2 separate regions of the Gossypium hirsutum genome follow, and region 1 is linked to region 2. Evidence: chromatin contacts called from public Hi-C data. All regions are on one chromosome and are shown on one strand. The core of a region is the stretch at or near the end of the contact, and the rest is flanking DNA. Distances in the headings are between cores, read along the strand shown.

The links. A called contact is a pair of places that touch in the nucleus more often than the background predicts.
Region 1: a contact with region 2 is called in a Hi-C map of leaf, with 1.8 times the contacts expected there. The contact joins the promoter of LOC107952072 here to the promoter of LOC107952074 in region 2. A contact is called at or near these places in 5 of 34 Hi-C or Micro-C datasets (callus and leaf).

The regions. Positions count from the first base shown.
Region 1 is chrA02:47,163,059-47,166,004 of Gossypium_hirsutum_v2.1, forward strand. LOC107952072 (probable GABA transporter 2) reads right to left here and starts at 1,284. Exons shown (of 7, transcript XM_016887319.2): 1 at 976-1,284; 2 at 669-899; 3 at 178-221. The coding sequence starts at 1,060.
Region 2 is chrA02:46,996,320-46,999,038 of Gossypium_hirsutum_v2.1, forward strand. It overlaps LOC107952074 (endoglucanase 6-like), which reads right to left and starts at 1,431. Exons shown (of 8, transcript NM_001327596.1): 1 at 1,234-1,431; 2 at 931-1,143; 3 at 593-793; 4 at 48-137. The coding sequence starts at 1,431.

The DNA.
Region 1 (2,946 bases), core at 34-2,533, 170 kb after region 2:
CAATTTTACCCCATATTCAAGTCACATCTTCGAACTAGAGCTAGCCATTGGACCATGCTAGAAGATGGAAATTTAATTTTCAAATGTATTTGATGAGATCGAAGTTGCTATTATATGTCATATTCATAGCTCATATAACTTCCAAATGGAATTAATAGATGGATTGGAGGACCATACCTTGAGGCATTCCCCTGCAAGCAAAATTGCCCCTATGCCAACCCCTGTATTGATAGCGGTTTGGATGAATATAACAAAATAAAACATCCAACCAGACCCTGCATGAAACATTGTCGTCTCCTTTTAACATCTTTAACCACGGAACTAAACACTGGGTTCAGTTCTGTCCTAATTGCAAGAACTCTTTCAGAATCACCTATCCTAACCTATTAGGTAAAGACACGTATACAACTTGTATAATGTGAATTGCCAAAATCGAAATGGAAAAAAGTCAACCTTCTTTTTATTCTAGGAATGATATCATCGAACTTGGAATGTCACTGTAAGACAGTAATCATTTTCCATTAGTTTATATGTGATCCAACTTCTACGCTTTACAAAATCTAATAATTACTGAAAATGAATACCGAACCGCAAGCGAAAATGCAACCGGCTAACACGGAACGAATATTGCATGACCGAAATAAAGGAAAATTTATGTCGGTCGCTACCTAAAACGTCGGCGGCGAGTTCACGGAAGCGGATATGGCGGCGGCCGGCTTTTTCACAGTGCTCAAGCACCTTGGACATGAGATAGTAAGAGTAGAAAGTGACGCATCCTAAAACCGTTAAACATAAGAAACCCAGGCCCCAACCTAGTCCCCTGAACGCGTACGGCAGTGTCAGAATTGTCGGCCCCACTATTGCCGTCGTCAGATGAAACCCCGCATGCCACCACTTCCCTATAAAGAAAAAAAAAACGATTTGGTTATATCATGGCTTTATAATTTTGCTCTGATTCTGATTCTGATTCTTCACCTTTTGATTCAAGAACAAAGGTAGCTCCGGCATCAGAATCCAGGCGGAACTCCGGGAACGGGTCTCGTTCTGGAGGCTCCGCCATTAATTGTGCCTCTGAAAGAAGAAGAAGAAGAAGAAGGGTTAATTTATTATGGGAAGTAACGCACGGTAGCAACCACCACGTGGGGAAGGAGGACCCGATGAAGGGAGAGCTTAGCTTAGCCGCCCGAGGACGTAAAAGAATCCACTAAATTAGTGAACAAACATCATCATTCATCATACAAGGGGGTGATAGAATGTGTTCGTCTAAATATAAAATCAACAGGTCTTCAATGTTGCTTGTGGTTCTGTATTAATTCGTATGAGAAAATTACCTGACTGCCTACCCAAGTGTGAATTAAATATGGTGATAGGTAAGGGTTTTTTGGTCTTTTTATTTTCTCTATTTTCCTACAGCCTACCGGGAGTCGGCCATACAAGAAGTTTCCTTGGTTTCCGTGACTATGGAATTCGAGATCTTACAAAAACTAGTTGCATTTCTTTGGAACGTGGATCCTAAAATTTAGCCCTTATAAAAAATACATTTCCAAATAATTATATTATTTTATCAAAATTAAAATTAAAATTAAAATTAAAATAAATCTCAACATTATTCGCAATTAAATTTAAAACAATTAGAAAATTTTTATAATTAAATTAAAATCTTAAATTGTAGTTAGAAGTTGTATTACGAGGGAAAGTTTCTTCAAAAGAATTTAGGAAAGTGTTGATATCTAACTGTTTCAAACCAATATTTTAATTGTATAAATTTAAATATTTTTTAAAAATTATACTTTATTTTATTTATCTCTTTCAACTTTAATATATTATTTTTTATTTTCATATATGTAATTTAAATTGAGTTTCAATGAGTAATTGTTTATTATTAAGTTTATATATGATATCAATTGTTATAAAATATTATCTTTTTATAAAAATAAATTGTTGTGATTGTCAAAATATAATGTTTCCATTTTATTTTATAACAAATATTTTTATGCATTGTTTGTTTCACTAATATTAACTTTTACCAAATAATTTCAAGAAAATTTACTAAAAGATATCAATTTTTTCAAAAAGTTAATCCATTTTTCAAAAGTCATTTTCAATGAAACAAAGATAGCCTTAGAGATTAATCAAATTTTTTTCGAGTTTTGAATGGGATTGGTCTCGAGCTCGATCTAAATAGGTTTAGGGGGTTGATCATTGCAAAATCAAGCTTTCTTGAGCTTAGGTTTTTTTTTAGTTCCGATTTTTTCGAGCTTGGATTTTCTCAAGCTCATATTGGCTCGAGCTTACTTTGTTAACGCTACTTTTATATAATTATTTTATTGTTATTAATTATAGATTATAGATTGTAAAGGTCAAATTTTGCATCAGTTACAGGTTTAGTCCTTATACTATAATTTTCTCAATTTTAATCCATGTAAAACAATAGCATTTAAATTTATTAAGACTATCTATACTACGTATAACTCATCAATTTAGTTCCTATTCTTCTCAAATGTCATTCTTAACTCAATTGGTAGCCGTTTAAATCCTTTAACTACAATGATATGATTTTTTATATGTAAAAATAATAAGTCGACATAATATTACACATATAATAATATGCATGTTGTATAAGATTTAGTAAATAGTAAAAGTTAATTATTTTTTAAAATAAAATTTAACTAAAAAATTTTAATGTCTACCATTTGGATTTGGACTAATATTAAAAAACTCAAAAAATATAAGGATTGAAATTAACAAATTAAAATATAAAAATTGAATCTACAACTTATATATAATATAAAAGAATAATAGTAAAATTTAAATTTTTTTTATAAATATAGATGTTTACTATTTAACAAAAATGCAATAGAAATACTTGTATTACCAAATTTAATTATTTATACATGTCGACATGATTTAAAAGTAAATATATATATATATATATATATATTGGTG
Region 2 (2,719 bases), core at 181-2,680:
TTCTTTTCTTTTCTTTTCTTTTCTTTTTTTTAAAAGAAGAAGCTTACATTGTAGCCGCTGACGGATCGGTAGTATTTTTGGGCAACTGTGATGCTGCTGTCGTATTTGCCTCTGTACTTATCAGCAAAATCGAATAGCTGAAAACAGAAACCAAATATCAAAATGTGTATGTAATATGCGGAAAGAAGGAAGGGTAATTCTGGGATATGCGGGTTTAATTTGGACCGTCGACATAGTGTTAGTACGTGAGAAACGAAAATTTAAATTGAGACCTTTACGGTACAATGAACGATTGAGATCTACTAGTACAATAGATCTACACGGTCATAAGATAACTTATTACACGTGTTAACGGTGCAAGGGCGCCATGATCCGATTTATACGCCGAAAAAGTTTACTACTACTTTAAACGACAACGTTTCCTTTAAAGACGAGACAAAATGTTAAACAGGTTTTTGGGGAAAAAGGAACTTGAACAGTTACTACCAAAATAAATAAATAAATTCTAAAATTAAAAAAATTAATTTCATTTATAAATAAAAATTTTATCGTGAACTGTAACTGTAAGCTAAAGGGAGTAGGAAAATAATACCTGATAAGCGTGGTGAAGAAGCTCGCTGGAATATGCAGGGTTGGAGCGGCGGAAGACGATTGAAGCGGCAGCCATGGCAGCTGCAGTTTCACCGGCAAGATCCGACCCGGGGTTGCTCGGGTCAATCTTGTAAGCGTGACGGTCGGTTGTCATGTCTTCGGGTCTTTGCCAACAGTAATGGTCAGTGTTTCCATCTCCCACCTAAAAAAAAAAAAAGAACAAGTTGATAGGAAATGGATCTTAGCCTTAAAATGTTGCTTTCGAGTTGGTGATTTGAAAAAGATCTGGACATATTAGTTACAAAAAACAATAGTGCATTTAAATATATATATATACACCTCTCCATAAAGGACATAAGGTTCCGGGTGGGCTTTGATAAGATAGTCAGTACCCCACTTGACGGCTTCCATGGCATGGCCGAGCTCTCCATTTGCAGCCATTGGTTTGCCGTACTCTATTATACTCCAGGACATCATTGTTATGGTGAATGCCATTGGAAGACCAAACTTCACATTGTCCCCTGCATCATAGTACCCTCCTACCAGATCCACCTGTTAAATTTCACAATCAAATTACAACCCCATAACTCTCAAAAGAAAAAAAAGTGGGACTATGGGAGTGGGAGTGTAAGTTTAGCTTACCCCACTGACTTTGCCGTCATTCAAGCCGGAATTAGCTCGCCATGTGACTCTCTGGTTATGAGGAAGATAACCAGATCTCTGAGCTTCAAAGAAGAGAATGCTCTTACTGAGAGCTTGGTTATAGTCATGCCAACCCAATGCAAAAGGAAGACAGAGTACCATTAAAAGCAGAGGAGCCATTGACATTGATTTCTCCATGTATTCACAGTAATCAGAAAGACACTAAAAATCAAATTTCAAGAGAGTGAAAACCAAATCTGTTTCTATACTGCAAAAATGGGATTTCCTTCAACTTTCTAAAACTAATAAGAGGACCCCATTTTGGATTAAACACACAATGTGGGTAGAATTTTATCAGTTTAAAATTCCTGATGAACCCACCAACAAGAGGGAGATAGAGAGGAAGAGAGAGCAGTGAGAATGGGAAATGGAAGAGGAGCTGAAGCCTCTATATATTGCAAAAGGAAGGAAGCAACCGAGAGGCAAGAAATAGGAAGGGATCAATAAATGCAATATTTTTAAATTTTATTTCATAATAAAATTATTTTTGCCATTTTGGAGGAGAGGAAAACGGCTGATAAAAGAAAAGAACAGGATCATGTGGGTGTCTCTGGCTCTTTACTGGGAAGAGTCGGTGTGGATTTTAATGCTATTTTAGGGTGAAAAAAATAGCAGCTGATGTTGAAAATATTATTACGTACAAAATTTAAAGTTGATGTTTTGATTTTGATTAGACTGAGTTCTCATTTGCCAAACCAAACAGGTAGGAGAAAAAAAAACGCAGGGATGTGGGAGCCGAAGGTTTCAAGATTTTGAATGTCCATAATACCCCAGAAATCGGTCAGAACAACATGTCTCATTTTGCTACCAAAACCTGCACTGCACAAACTTGTGGCTACAAATATTGGACAATTTCGGCTTTGCAAATAATTGGGTTTGGCATTACAGGTCTATGTATTAGGTAAAAGTTTTACAACTAAGACCTAAAAGTGATGTCCCCAGTTGGGTGGGGTTGCCTGATTTATATATAATATTAATAGATTTTATGATTATTTAAACTCAGTTCAACCCAAGTTACTATTTTAAATTTATATGTTTTTATTTATTAAATTTTAAATATAAGCAATTTAACATACAATTTTTTAATGTTTATAATATATTATTAATTTATTATATATTTAATTTTTATTTATTATAAATTACATAATATATTATAAATTTAGAAAATAGTCTAGCCTTGAACTTTACATATTAAAATCTTAAATTTAACCTAAATTTTTAATGAGTCTAACTTTTATTTGAGCTCATTTTTTGAGATTAATATCTTTTAAGTAAATTCTTATAAATTCAAGTAAGCTTTTGAACTTAAACTAATAACTTAATATTTATATATAAGGCTAATATTTTGCATACTGATTATTCTAATTTTATAAGCAATTTAATTTATTTTTATCATATTGTAACCTTTAAAATTATAAAAACAGTA